Regions from separate parts of the Mus musculus genome. Here regions 1 and 3 are each linked to region 2. A link is a contact called in public HiChIP or PLAC-seq and Micro-C data. All regions are on one chromosome and are shown on one strand. Each heading gives the region's core, a stretch centred on a gene start, on an enhancer-like site or on the middle of the called end of the contact. The rest is flanking DNA. Distances are from core to core; before and after follow the strand shown. Region 1 holds the start of Hmx1 (H6 homeobox 1). Region 2 holds the start of 9530036O11Rik (RIKEN cDNA 9530036O11Rik). Region 3 holds the start of Msx1 (msh homeobox 1).

Region 1 (4,661 bases), core at 1,970-4,469, 6.9 Mb before region 2:
ACCAGATCTTGACCTGCGTCTCCGTGAGCTGCAGCGAGGCGGCGAGGCCCGCGCGCTCTGCGCTGCTCAGGTAGCGCTTCAGATCGAAAGTGGACTCGAGCTGGAAGACCTGGCTGCGCGAGAAGACCGTGCGCGTCTTCTTCCTGCGGCCACCGCGCGCCTCCCCTGTCGCCGCCGCCGCCACCGCTGGAGCCTCGGCCAACTCCGCCGCCTCCTCCCCGCCGGTCGCCGGGCCCTGCGTCGTCACCTCCCGCGGAACGGTTCCCGGCCCGGGGCACCGCGGCCAGGCGCTCTCTGCGCGGCCCATCTCCTCGCCGGTCTCCGGAGAGTCCCGGTCGCTTGCTGCAGGGGAGAAACGGGCATAGTGGCGGGTTCTAAGGGTCTGCCTTTAGGAGTCACTGAGACTGGCTTCCTCCCACCTTCAAATCCTCCTCACTCAAACGCTACAAACTGGGAAACACGCCCCGCGTACGGGTTGCGGGGGCGGGAGGGGGTTGGGGTGCCGGCAGGAAAGTAGCAGAGGCCAAAAATGAAGCCCAGGACCTGGGCCGCAGCAAACACGTGGCAGCGCACACCCAGAGAAGGACAGAGAAAATTCTCGAAAGAAAAAGGCTAATCCAAAAGACAAACTGACATCTGAGACTGCCCCTGGCTCAGCTCTACCTCAGCCCCCAACCCACCGCCAACTCACAAAAGGCTGGCAGAGGACCGGGACAAAAGAAAGGATGTCCTTCAAAGTTATGTACACACAGAGACTGACATACAACCTAACCGCCAGGGGCTGAGACCTCCCCATCACACACGTGGAGCAGACATCAAGGAAACAACTCTTAGGAGAAACAAATGCACATTCCCCAGAGAAATCCCACCGGGTGACATTGGCACAACCCCGACCCAGATCCCCTCAGAGGCAGGCCCTCTGCAGCAGCAAAATATGCTCCAAGAGACCAAGGAGTAAGGCTGTTCTACCAATCACTGCATTCCTACCCTGCCCCAACCATCTCCTACGCTTGGGGTCTTGCCCACAGAGGACCTTTGGGCTCATGCTCCAAGTCCCAGATTCAGGGCGTACAAGGGATGTCACCAGGTTAAATAAGTTCCCGTGGGCTCCCACTTCTCCTCTAGACATCTGGGTCCATGAAACCAATTCAGGCTGGTCTGTCCTTCTGCCTGACCGATGGATCAGAGGTCAAGGTGGGTTTTGGCCCAGGTTATGCCTCAGTACAGTGGACTTGTGCTTACAGCTAAACTCCGCCTGGTTTCCTTGAAAGCATCCCCCTCAGTGCCCATGCAATGTCGCCTAGCAGGATGGTGTGTATGCAGCCAGACCATAGGGGAGGTCCTACAAAGACACCCAAAGCCCCTACACTCGGAGGTCTGTCCATGTGTTGCCATAAAGTGCTAATCTGACTCACCTGCTCGCTTGACTCAACAGGAACAGAGAACTCTAACCCGCATGGCACGAAATAAGGCAAAAGGCCGGGGTGGGGTGGGGGTGGGGGTGGTGGTGACTATTGGACTACAGGTGAGGATGGCCCAACTAAAAGGGAGAATAAAATGCGCCCTGCAAGAGCCTCCTCACTGGATACTACTGACCCCTGTTTAAGCTTATGTAAAGAAGGCAGGCATTCCAAACCTGGGCTGGGAGACTTGTCCTACTCCATACCAGGAGTGGGGTGAGTACCTAATAGAAAAGAACGGGCCCCAGGCCACCTCCTACCCCAAAGCTTATACACAGAGCCTGGGTGGGCACCCTTTAGTTATATATAAGTCTGTGTGTTTAGGGACCCGGCTGGCTCAAGGGGCTGGGGTGAGGAAGGTTGAAATACCCTTCTAGTCTCAAGGGTTGCTCTCTAATGAGCAGGTCCTAAGAGAGGTTGAGGTCTGGACCCTCTGGAGACAGGCAGTCAGAGTCAGGATGTCCAGGCCAGAGGGGTAAGTGGGTTCTGGGACTGAGAAGCCCCCACCCCCATTCTCTGAGCCCTCTGCAGGAAACAAAGGCCAAAGAGGGGGAGGGGCAAGAAAAGAAGAGAGGGGTGGGATGGACCCTTCAGAGTGGGCTCCTACCAGCCTCAGCCTTTGGGCCTGAGAAGACCCAACGCAGGCTCAGGCCCAGCCCATGGTCTTACTGCGCAGCAGGGAGGGCAAAGGATACTTTGGGGTTGCAATTGCTATAGAAGAAGGCCTCCCATCCAGCCTCCATAGCTGTGGTCTCTCAGCTCTGCCCCTTTTATTTTAGTGCTTGACCCCCGCGGCCTCCCCTCCTCTGCCACCTTTCCTCTTCCTTCACTTCCCTTTCACCTTCGATGTTTCTCCAAACACACTCTTTCCCCTTCTCATCTTTCCGAGGCCTATTTCACTCTCCTCTCCGAATTTTGTGTTCTTGGGCCTGATCCTAGCCTTAGCAGCTTCCTACATGCAGTGCCATCCCCAGTCTCCAACAATTGCCCATCCAAGGGGATCTCATACCACCCAGGCCCCAGTACACAGGAAGACTAGGAGCTCACTAAGCCCGAAGTCACCAAAAGAATGCATAGGGAGGGAGCAGAGCCCTGACCATTGCCCACCCCTTCCCCGCAACCTCACTCACTGTCAGGACTTAGACCACCTCCGTAGCCGCCGTGCACCCGTGGGTACCACCGCGTTGTACCTCCGCAGCCGAGCGCGAAGGGCGGGCCGGGCCCAGGAGGCGGCCGGGGCCCTAGGCCCAGTGCCCGGGCCCTCGCCTCCCCGCCCGGCCCGCTGCCCGCGCGCTGCTGTCGCCGCCGCTGTAGTCGTCGTCGCGCCTGCTCCGGATCCTCGTCCTCGGGGTCGTCGTCGTCCTCTTCCTCTTCCTCGCGGACGCCATCGCCCTGGGTTGAGCGCCCCGCGCCCTTGGCCTCGGCTGCTAGCAGGTTCTCGATGAGGAAGGAGGAGGCGCGAGCTGGTGTGGCGCGCCCGGGCTCGGTCAGCTCATCCGGCATCGCGGCCGCGGGCCCGTCGGGCAAGGCTGGGATCCTGGGGGTCCCTGGTTGCCTGGGGCGCAGCTGCTCTTCCCGGCCCCGTTTGGATAGTGGCGAACGGCCGCCTGGCGCACGCGCGGCCTGGCCCTGGAGAGCCGCTGCCCGGAGTGAGGGCGTCGGGCTCCACGAGGCGGGCGTCGGCTTCTGTGCCGGGCTGGGCTGGGCGGGAGCGGGTGCGCGCGGACGGCCGTTCCCGCAGCAGCCTCCCTCGCGTTTCTCCGAGCGGTTCAGGTCGCCGCCCCGGCTGGCCTCACGGGAGGGGGAGGGGGCGGTGCCGGGGGCGGGGCGGCGCGAGTTTCGTAGGCTCAGCCCCAACGACCCGCTGCAGCCCGGAGAGAAGCCATTGCCGGAGATGCTGCCCGGCCGGACTCTGCGCGCAGGTGGTGGCAGGGCCCAGGGCAGGAGACCCGGTGGTCCTGGGGGTACGACCCCGCGAGATGCGTTCCGGCGCCCCCCACCCCGGTACCCGCGCCAGGGAGTGGGAGAAGGCGGGGCCTCGGCTGGGAGGTCGACCATTGGCTACAGGGTCGCTGTGAAGCCCAGACTGGCCAATCGCATCCGAGGAGAGCCTTGCTCACCCTCCGGGAGCGTGTCGGAACCCGCAGAACGCTCGGTTTGTGCGTGAGTCCCTGTGACTGTGTATTTGCGCGCGGGTAAGGACTATTGCCGACTGGGCCGCAGTCTTTTTCTTTTTTTTTAAGACCTCGCGTGTAATTTAAAACGGGGATTCTGCCAAAACAAGTTTGCAGAGACGCAGCATGTTTTAACTCTTACGCGTAACGAAATATGCTCTTGGTGCCATCGCGCTGCGATGGAATGCTCTCATATCCCGGGCTCAGTTTCGGTGTGTAAAGAGAGTCAAGCCCGAAGGTGCCCCATGGTGTCACGCTGGGTAGGAACAGATTACATTTGCTCTGGCACCTCCATTGCCCGGCCTTCTCACTCTCTTTCAGGCTGGTAAGAGCTTCGTGCCTAGCCACTGTGCGGGACTGCAGGTCTTGAGGAACAATTCCTCTTTCTGCCTCTCTTGCCCTGCACAAAGTGAATTTTCTTCCCCCGCTTCAGGAGCAAGGCCGCAGAGGGTAACCCAGACTTCGCTGAGACCAACGGAGCTGTGATCCACTTCCAACAGGAATAGGGGGACAGCCTAGTCACTGAGCGGAACGCTTCACTGGATGCGGGTTATCACGGAAGGCCCATCTAGCTGCTCAGTGCGGGTCACAGACAGTGCGTAAAGAAGTGTGTCCCACTGTCCAGGAGAAGGCAACTGCAGGCCCGGAGCCCACTTTGTTTAATCTCCCCAACAAGAGAAATAGAGGGAAATAGAGTCACCCTATACTTCAAAGGGAAAAACTAATGTGAAAAGAGAGCGCTTCCCCTCCCTCCCACTATAAGTGGCTCTTGAGGATATAGAAGGATGGATGAGCCGCCAGGCTAAGGAACCTTTGGGGTCTGCACCCTGGCTAGAAACCTGGATGGGAAGTGGGTTTTGTGCACGATAGGACTTGATTTTGGAGCCATATTGGGCAAGGCAAGAGGAATCGCTGGCAAGCAGCCACATTTCATAGGTGAGGGCTCTGAGTCAAAGTTGGGTGTCTCCAACTTTGACTCAGAGTGTCCCAAGTGCTGTTACTTCCTGGGTGTCCCAGCTCAGACATA
Region 2 (4,106 bases), core at 1,473-3,972:
CAAATGGTCTAGAGGGGAAAGCAAAGAGAGGGAGCCATCTGGTGTCTGGAGGTGGAAGGCAGCGAGTGTCTGGTGTCTGGGAAGTGGGGAGAGGGTGGGATTCCCCGGGAAGGAGGCAGAGAATAAAGGCCACATTTCTTCCTGTGGCCAGCCTCATGATCCCGTTCTCAAGACAACAAATATGAACTGTGATTGCTTTTATCCCAGCATTTCTGCAACCTGGAACAGGAAGCAAGCTGTCCCTGGGTACGAGGAAAAAAACAACAGGGTTTATAGTAAATCTTTACTTTCCTTCTAAAGATCCTTCCAGACTCCAGGAAGGCCGGCCCTTATCAGGCTCTCTTGGAATTAGCATCCATTGTCCCTAGAGATGGAGTGGGGGTGAGCAATGGGCCAGAGCAGAACCAAGTCACCTCCTTCTTCACAGCCAAAAGGGAGGTGACCATGTCTGGGCACTCCAAGGCCAGCTGTGCCCACATAGAACACTGGCAGCTTAGGGGTTTGTTTCCAAATCACATCTGCAGGTATTCCAGGTCTCCAGGTTACAGAAATGCTTGGATAAAAGCAATCACAGTTCATATTTGTTGTCTTGAGAACAGGATCATGAGCCTGACCACAGGGAGAAATGTGGCCTTTATTTTCTGCCTCCTTCCCCAGGAAATCCCACCCACTCCCCACTGCCAATCCAAAGCTGACTAGAGCTGTCTACAGTTGCATGATCCATTCACCAGTCTATATTCAAAGACATCAAGAAGAGAGTGCTGGTCAGCATACACAGAGAACAAGGAAATACTGAAGCAAAATGAGGCTCCAGGATGCTCAAGTCTTGTCTAGCCCACCACCGGCTAGTAATATGAAAGCCACATGCCAGGCAGGCCCACTCTTCTGGATCAAGAACAGTGGGTCCCCTTTGTATCCATTTTTTCTAGTTGATGGGGGATGTACACAGAGGATACAGGCTGGAGAGTCTGGCTCTTATTTGGTCTTCGTGAAGCTGGGACCAACTCCCACTAAGAATCTGTACTTGGTCCTCATAAATCAAAGGATAGAAAACTCCAGAGAGGGCAGGTGTGCGGGCTTTAGTCAACCCTTCCAAGCCTGGGATGGTGAGGCTCTGCCATACTGCCATTGAGACTCACAGTAGACAGTAGCAAGCACTTTCCTCGCCTCACACTAACTCAAAAGCAACCAAGTTTCTAAGTCCTCTGAAAACCCCACTGCCAGCTGAGCTTCAGGTTTGCTGGGCTCTCCCTGCACTGGGACAGGATCAAGAGCCAGAGGCTGGTCTCATGGGATAACACTGGAGGACTCGGTCCCTAAGCAGGTATTCCATTCCACATAAATAGTTCGCCCATCCTAGAGGAATCTTGCCTGTGAGTAGGATGGGAGAAAAGCCAGAGCAGATTTCTATGATCTATAAAAACAAAGCGTTTCACATTCTATTTTTCTGGTTCAACTAAGACTTTTCTGGAAATTTTTCTTTTTCCTGAAAGAGTGTTGGACACCCCAAGAGTAGTGACCTCTAGACAGCATATCCTCTTCTAAGATGCCCCTTATGGCCAGAACACTGTCCTCTAGATCCCTAACACCTTCAGTCTGCAGGCCCTACACCTAGCCAGCTTCTTTCCTTGAAAATTAGCTTGCAAAGCTCCTGTGAAATACAACTGTGTTAAGGAGCCTGAATTCCACATCAACTTACCCCAGCCCTGCACTTTGCTAGGATAGATTGGAAGGGGTTCTTCACGCATGCAGCCTTGCCCACTTTCAGTTGCCCCAGGCAGATCACCTCTACCCACCAAGCACACACCAGCTGCCCTCCATGCTGGGGTGCAGCACATAGACCCACTGAACCTATGTACCCCACCACATTCTGCAGACACTCTTTACCTGCCCCTCAGCTGGGATGCATCCATCCACCTGCAGAGGCTTGAATGTGGTGCAGTCAGTGAGATACAATAAAGGACAGTATTTTAGGGCACTTAAAACAGCAACTCTTTAGGTTGTGGCCACCTGTGATTATCCTCTATCTAAAGATGCTAAATATTCAGGAGATGCTCAGGTGAGCTGTTTTCACAACCCCGTGACGTCTGTCCTGTACACTCACATCTGGGGATGGGGTGTAAATAAGGCAAACAGGAGGGAGGCAGCGTTGCCCTCAAACAATTGAGAGGCTGTTTTATGGTCAAAGCTTGTGGGGGGGGGGGGAGCATCTGGACTGTCCTTTAAAAACTTATGCTGGCTTTAACCAAAGCATCTTCCATTTAGAGAAAGTAAGGGGGAAGCAGCCCTGAGCACAAAGCAGGCAGTGCGGGGTATTTTTCCAATAAACAGGCCTCCTCCCTCCCACCCACCTTTACCTTAGTAAAGACTTTCTTTCTTTCTTTCTTTCTTTCTTTCTTTCTTTCTTTCTTTCTTTCTTTCTTTCTTTCTCTCTTTCTTTCTTTTTTAAACTGGAAGCCTTCAGGTGAAAATAAAGCCACAGCAGCCAGAGGGGGGAGAAATGTAGTCTTTCTCAGGGTTAACATCAGAAGACAAGCTTGTGCGGCTTGGCCAATCAGATGCGCCCCTGCCAGCTATAATATAGTGCGAAAGGCAGCCTGTCTCACAAGCTCTCCAGCCTTGCTACCATTTAAAATCAGGCTCTTTTTGTCTTTTAATTGCTGTCTCGAGACCCAACTCCGATGTGTTCCGTTACCAGCGACCGGCAGCCTGCCATCGCAGCCCCAGTCTGGGTGGGGATCGGAGACAAGTCCCCTGCAGCAGCGGCAGGCAAGGTTATATAGGAAGAGAAAGAGCCAGGCAGCGCCAGAGGGAACGAACGAGCCGAGCGAGGAAGGGAGAGCCGAGCGCAAGGAGGAGCGCACACGCACACACCCGCGCGTACCCGCTCGCGCACAGACAGCGCGGGGACAGCTCACAAGTCCTCAGGTTCCGCGGACGAGATGCTGCTGCTGCTGGCCAGATGTTTTCTGGTGATCCTTGCTTCCTCGCTGCTGGTGTGCCCCGGGCTGGCCTGTGGGCCCGGCAGGGGGTTTGGAAAGAGGCGGCACCCCAAAAAGCTGACCCCTTTAGCCTACAAGCAGTTTATTCCCAACGTAGCCGAGAAGACCCTAGGGGCCAGCGGCAGATATGAAGGGAAGATCACAAGAAACTCCGAACGATTTAAGGAACTCACCCCCAATTACAACCCCGACATCATATTTAAGGATGAGGAAAACACGGGAGCAGACCGGCTGATGACTCAGGTAGAGACCCATTGCGGGTGGGAAACAGACTCCTTCCCGGGAGGGGGGGGGGGTGCGTGTGACCAAGCAGTCAGCCCTGCTCTGTTTGCTCTTTGGGCAGGTAGGAAGGCGGCTTGCTCTCTCCTTCCCCACCCACCTGCCCACCTAGCACTCCTCTTCCGGGAGGAAAAAGGAGGTGAAGGGTCCAGCAGGAAGTTTAGGGTTTGCTGGAATGGGGCACCAGAAGATGGGGTTCTCTATCTTATTAGTCTCATTTTATTAGTCTCATTTAATTAGTCTCCCGGGACGACCTCCTCTAACTACCTGTATTCTAGCTTGAAACTTAGAAAGACCTTTACTCTGAGGGAGTCTGCCCTTTCCAAGTGGAGGCAGAAAATGGAGGGAGAGGGGATGCCCCTATACACTTCAAAGGGCCTCCAGGTCACTGCAAACATAGCCTGGAGCATTTCGTCCCCTAGCTCCTACCTTTTCCTTTTCTGTGTTTTTCTCCCAAGACCACCCCACCCTTTACCCCACCACCACCAAAGAACTGTAACTGAGAAAGCCTGGGGGCAGTTCTGACAAAAGGCAGGAGCTCCAGAGGCGCCCGTCTTGTCCCCACTGTATCGCGTAGCCTGACTGCGATCCCATCGTCCTCAATTGTGCCGGTCAGAGAATGTATTGATATTTCTTTAAGGATGCTCCTCATTTCTCCAGAGCCCGCGGTACCTTAGGGGAGGGACTTGGAACTTGCTGGCTTTGCAATCGCTTTAATTTTTAACCTGCTTGCATAAGAATTAAAAGCGAATAAATATTCGGCGACGAGGGTGGATGGACAGACGGCAAAGCAAAGCACGAGCCTCTCTTCCCATCCCACCTCCT
Region 3 (4,389 bases), core at 1,361-3,860, 9.4 Mb before region 2:
GGAAGCCATCGAGTCCGGTCCCTTGCGCTCTGCAAAAGCGCTCTTGCAACCTTTGCAACCCGCTAGCCTGCGCGCCGAATCCCTGCAGACCCAAATGCACACCGAACCCCAAAAGAATAGACAGTGGAGTTTGAGACCTACTCTAAAAGCCCAGGGGCCGAAAGCAGGGCTCAGGGCTGCGGGCGCAGGCGTTTTGCTCCCTGGAGGCAGGGGCGCGACTTCAAGGGCCCCTGCGCCGGCTGCAGCCTTTGATCCGGCCGCCGCTGGCGCCTAAAAACAACATCCTCGTCTGCCTATTAGGCGCGCTGAGGGATCGTGACAGATTGTTTATCCCCGCAATTAGCGATGCAGCCCTTCTCAGGCCGCCCCCTCCCCGGCCTGAGGCTAGGCCTCTTTGCTCCGACTGCTGCACACTCCGTGAGTTCCGCTGGAGACCCCGGTGCGCCCTGGGGCCCCATTCTTGGGGTTCGAGGCCCCCTCGGTCCTAAAGCAGGAATTAAGACTCTGGGCCAGTACACGAGTCCCTGAAGTTGTCTACACAGTTGCGTGTCACGTATTTTAGCCGTTATGCACTTTTTTTCCCGGGAAAAAGATCGTAGCTACTTGGATTCTCCGATCGCTCCCAAAAGGAAATTATTTTAAGTTGGGGATCGAGGTGGAATAACTGAAAACCCTCACTTTTTGAAAAACACTCCTCGTACTAAAAACACTAGACTAAAGCAAGCCATTTGGGAGATTTATTTCCATTTCTGTTTTAATCCGAGCGCAGAGTGTAAATCGGCTGACGCTATAGAACGAGATGATCTAGCAACTGCCTAATTAGTTCTTAAACTACAGTTCTCCGTACCTTCTAGGCTTCGAGCTAAGGATTTGGCCTACACTGTCGCTTAACTTTCGTTTGCAGGGCTTTAAAACGGGACGGTATGGCTTCTACTTCCCATACACATGGAACAAACCTCAGGGGACCCAGTACAGCGGGCGTCCAGCTGGGCCTAAATGAGCTTGAGTCCCAAGCCCTACGCAGTGCCTCCTCACAGCCTCAGAAACGTAAGAAATCCAGACATTTCACAGAAGCGAGTATTCCCGAACCCGCCCCAGGCCTTCCTATTTCTCCAGGCCCTGTGGGCAGATGTGAGGCTCCGATCTCTCTGGCGTCCGCAGCCCAACCCCTCCCTCCAGACCCCGGACGCCGTCTGGGTAATAAAGTAATTCATTTTCCTTAATCTGGTCGCCCCTAATCTACAGCTTTTTATTGCGCCCAGTTAAAAGGCCAGGGAATTCGCTATCCCTCCGTGCTCGGATAATTACCCCTAAATGGCCACGGCAGCCCCTTGTGTTTCCTGGAGATTAGAGCCCGGCAGTCATCAATGCACAGTCCCGGTGAGCCGCCAATCACCTCCTCCACCTCCCCCGGAGCCGCGAGCCTGGGCCCTGGGATAAGAGGCCATATAAAGAAAAGCCCCCCCCCCCCCAACTCCCCAACAGCCTGTTCGAACCCAGTTTACAAGGTCTTCTGTGGTCCCCACTCCAACTTTCCTTCTTTTTGTATCAGTCAAACAAAACAAAACAAAACAAAACAAAACACGTTTCCTTCGAAATCGGGCAAACAAAACTTCTTAAGCCTTGCACCAAAGATATACCTCCAGGAACTGCTTATTTTTCCTACTGGCCCATCAAATGGGCCTCCACTCTGCACCAGCAGACAGACCCACAGTTAGTGAAGTGTGATTGTTTTTGAGGATTCATTGTCTGAGGTCATGTTGAGGCCAGATTGTTGGTGGGTTCTGTTGGTCTTATTTCGGTCTTCACCCAAGGCATCCAGTGGCTTCTTTGGCTAGTAGCAGTTCTCTGGTAGAGGTGTAACTTTCTGGAGAAAAAGTACGTATAGGGAGGGGGTACGTGTTTGCATGAGAACCAAACTCATTTCCCAGATCATGTTACTTGTTCCCGTACCCACAGAACCAACAGGACCTGTACTTTCTTTGATTAACTTTGTCCAGCCCTGGAGACAAAGGCCCATTTTTACTCCGAGGTAAATTTTTGAAGATTGGAAGACATAAGACACTTAGGGCGGCTTTTTTAAAAAAAGAAATTAGTATTATCCCTTGCTACTCTGACAAATAACTATGAACATTCAAAGCAAACACCAAAAGAAAAAAAAAATTGTAAGTGAATTGTGGTCGAGAAAGGGGGCCAGAAGAGGGAAAGGGGACAGAAAGAAATAGCACAGACCATAAGAGAAACTGTGGAAAGAAAGTAGTCTATGGAGAGGAACAGAAGAAGTGGGTAAAGGATGGTGGAGGACGACTGGCAGAAGAGAAGGACTAGTAAAGAAAAGTCCCTCTGGAACTTGGTAGAATCCACATCCAGGAGTGTGGGGGTCCAGCCGGACCGATGCCCACCTGACTTAGCTAGGCGGAAAAGCTCCCCAGGTACCTCCGGCTCTGTCCCGCCTGTGCGGGTCAGGCCCTTCCCCGAGCGCCCCCAGGCCGAGCGCGCCTCGGGGCACGAGCACAGCCCAATGGTTCTCTCCGGACCCGCCCCCTCGCGCTCTGATTGGCCGCTGCCACGCTGGCCTTGCCTTATTAACAAGTTCTCAGGGGAGCGGCGGCGGACCCGGAGCCGGCGAGTGCGCCTGGGAACTCGGCCTGAGCGGCGCAGGGATCCAGGCCCCGCTCGCTCGAGTTGGCCTTCTGGGGAAGCCGCAGGAGGCTCGCGCGCGAGAGCCGGCCGGGCCAGGAACCCAGGAGCTCGCAGAAGCCGGTCAGGAGCTCGCAGAAGCCGGTCGCGCTCCCAGCCTGCCCGAAACCCATGATCCAGGGCTGTCTCGAGCTGCGGCTGGAGGGGGGGTCCGGCTCTGCATGGCCCCGGCTGCTGCTATGACTTCTTTGCCACTCGGTGTCAAAGTGGAGGACTCCGCCTTCGCCAAGCCTGCTGGGGGAGGCGTTGGCCAAGCCCCCGGGGCTGCTGCGGCCACCGCAACCGCCATGGGCACAGATGAGGAGGGGGCCAAGCCCAAAGTGCCCGCTTCACTCCTGCCCTTCAGCGTGGAGGCCCTCATGGCCGATCACAGGAAGCCCGGGGCCAAGGAGAGCGTCCTGGTGGCCTCCGAAGGGGCTCAGGCAGCGGGTGGCTCGGTGCAGCACTTGGGCACCCGGCCCGGGTCTCTGGGCGCCCCGGATGCGCCCTCCTCGCCGCGGCCTCTCGGCCATTTCTCAGTCGGAGGACTCCTCAAGCTGCCAGAAGATGCTCTGGTGAAGGCCGAAAGCCCCGAGAAACTAGATCGGACCCCGTGGATGCAGAGTCCCCGCTTCTCCCCGCCCCCAGCCAGTAAGTAGCCAGCCCTGGATGGAGAGCGAAGGGGCCAAGAGGGGGTGTGGGGCCCGAGGGCGCCAGGCCGCGCGCCGGCGCCGGCTTGTCTCGGGCGTCGGCGTACCTGCAACTGGGTACCTGGAGGCCGTGCAGAGGTTGCGTTGGCGGGAAGACCGCCTTTGAGCCTCTTCCCACTCCCACCCAGGAAGAGAGTTAGAGGCCTAAAGCAGGCAAAGCTTAGTCCGCGCTCCTTGCCTTGGCTCAGTGCCTCCGAGCCTGTCACTTCACTTGTAGCGCGCGGGTGTCTGTGGACCTTCTTATTCTTCCGGTAGTCAGGACACCAGGGGTGCCCTGCTTCTCCACCTGACCCTAAACTCAGTTATTTTGCACCTCAACTTGGATGGGCGCAGCGGCCAGTACATCCTAGCTCTGCGGAGTTTCACTTTCTACTGGTAGACAGCCGTAACCTCGCGCTCCCCATTTAAAGAACCTCTCAAAGGGTTCCGGAGTTCTGCAAAACTCCTGCCCCACCGCGCATCTAATTTTAAGCAGAAACTTGGTGTTTTGGGCGGGTGGATGATTTAGCAAGAGGGGACGATCGCGGACTAGGGGGGATGGTGGTGGTGGTGGAGACAACAAGACAACCAAAAGAGCTCCCTATTAACCACTTTGCTATAGTGTCCGAATGTGTTGGACCAGGCTTTTGAAGCGGACCCAGCAGCCAGCGACGTGTTCCAGGATAGTCCTAGGTCCTTGCGGCCCTTAGGCTTCCTTTCCCCAGCGAACCCGCTCGAAGATATTTCAGGAGCACGGGAAATTCCCAAGTTTTCCTCGTTTCCTCCGATTATTTCGCCCTACATAATAGCGTTGCAAATTCAATGGCGTGATGCTGAGGAACGATTTTTATCTGGGGATTAAACGTCTTTGAAAAGACAGCCCCTCCCTGGGCCTAAAGCTTGAGGAAGGTGGCCCAGAGCCGGGCTGTTGCTGCTGACCAAAGTGACATTTCCCTATGAACCCACCCTTCTTTAGGGCGGCCTGGTGGAAAACGACTCTGGGGCCAACTTCCCGGACTTG

What was found. Hi-C and Micro-C count contacts between places; a contact is called where the count stands out from the background. HiChIP or PLAC-seq counts read pairs in DNA pulled down with a chosen protein or histone mark.
Region 1: a Micro-C map of embryonic stem cells shows a contact between it and region 2, with 12 times the contacts expected there. The contact joins the promoter of Hmx1 here to the promoter of 9530036O11Rik in region 2. A contact is called at or near these places in 1 of 39 promoter capture datasets (embryonic stem cells) and 7 of 484 Hi-C or Micro-C datasets (embryonic stem cells and epiblasts).
Region 3: an H3K27ac HiChIP or PLAC-seq map of embryonic stem cells shows a contact between it and region 2, with 19 times the contacts expected there. The contact joins the promoter of Msx1 here to the promoter of 9530036O11Rik in region 2. A contact is called at or near these places in 2 of 39 promoter capture datasets (both in embryonic stem cells), 5 of 484 Hi-C or Micro-C datasets (all in embryonic stem cells) and 1 of 115 datasets of contacts at active chromatin or transcription factors (embryonic stem cells).

What each region holds. Positions count from the first base shown.
Region 1 is chr5:35,387,419-35,392,079 of GRCm38.p6, reverse strand. Hmx1 (H6 homeobox 1) reads right to left here and starts at 3,219. Exons shown (of 2, transcript NM_010445.4): 1 at 2,591-3,219; 2 at 1-342. The coding sequence starts at 2,963. E130018O15Rik (RIKEN cDNA E130018O15 gene) reads left to right here and starts at 3,604. Exons shown (of 2, transcript NR_152157.1): 1 at 3,604-3,655.
Region 2 is chr5:28,465,600-28,469,705 of GRCm38.p6, reverse strand. 9530036O11Rik (RIKEN cDNA 9530036O11Rik) reads right to left here and starts at 2,722. Exons shown (of 7, transcript NR_015562.2): 1 at 2,358-2,722. It overlaps Shh (sonic hedgehog), which reads left to right and starts at 2,605. Exons shown (of 3, transcript NM_009170.3): 1 at 2,605-3,245. The coding sequence starts at 2,943.
Region 3 is chr5:37,822,806-37,827,194 of GRCm38.p6, reverse strand. Msx1 (msh homeobox 1) reads left to right here and starts at 2,610. Exons shown (of 2, transcript NM_010835.2): 1 at 2,610-3,330. The coding sequence starts at 2,862. Gm33993 (a long non-coding RNA gene) reads right to left here and starts at 1,440. Exons shown (of 6, transcript XR_868362.1): 1 at 1,309-1,440. RefSeq lists an enhancer at 1-1,526.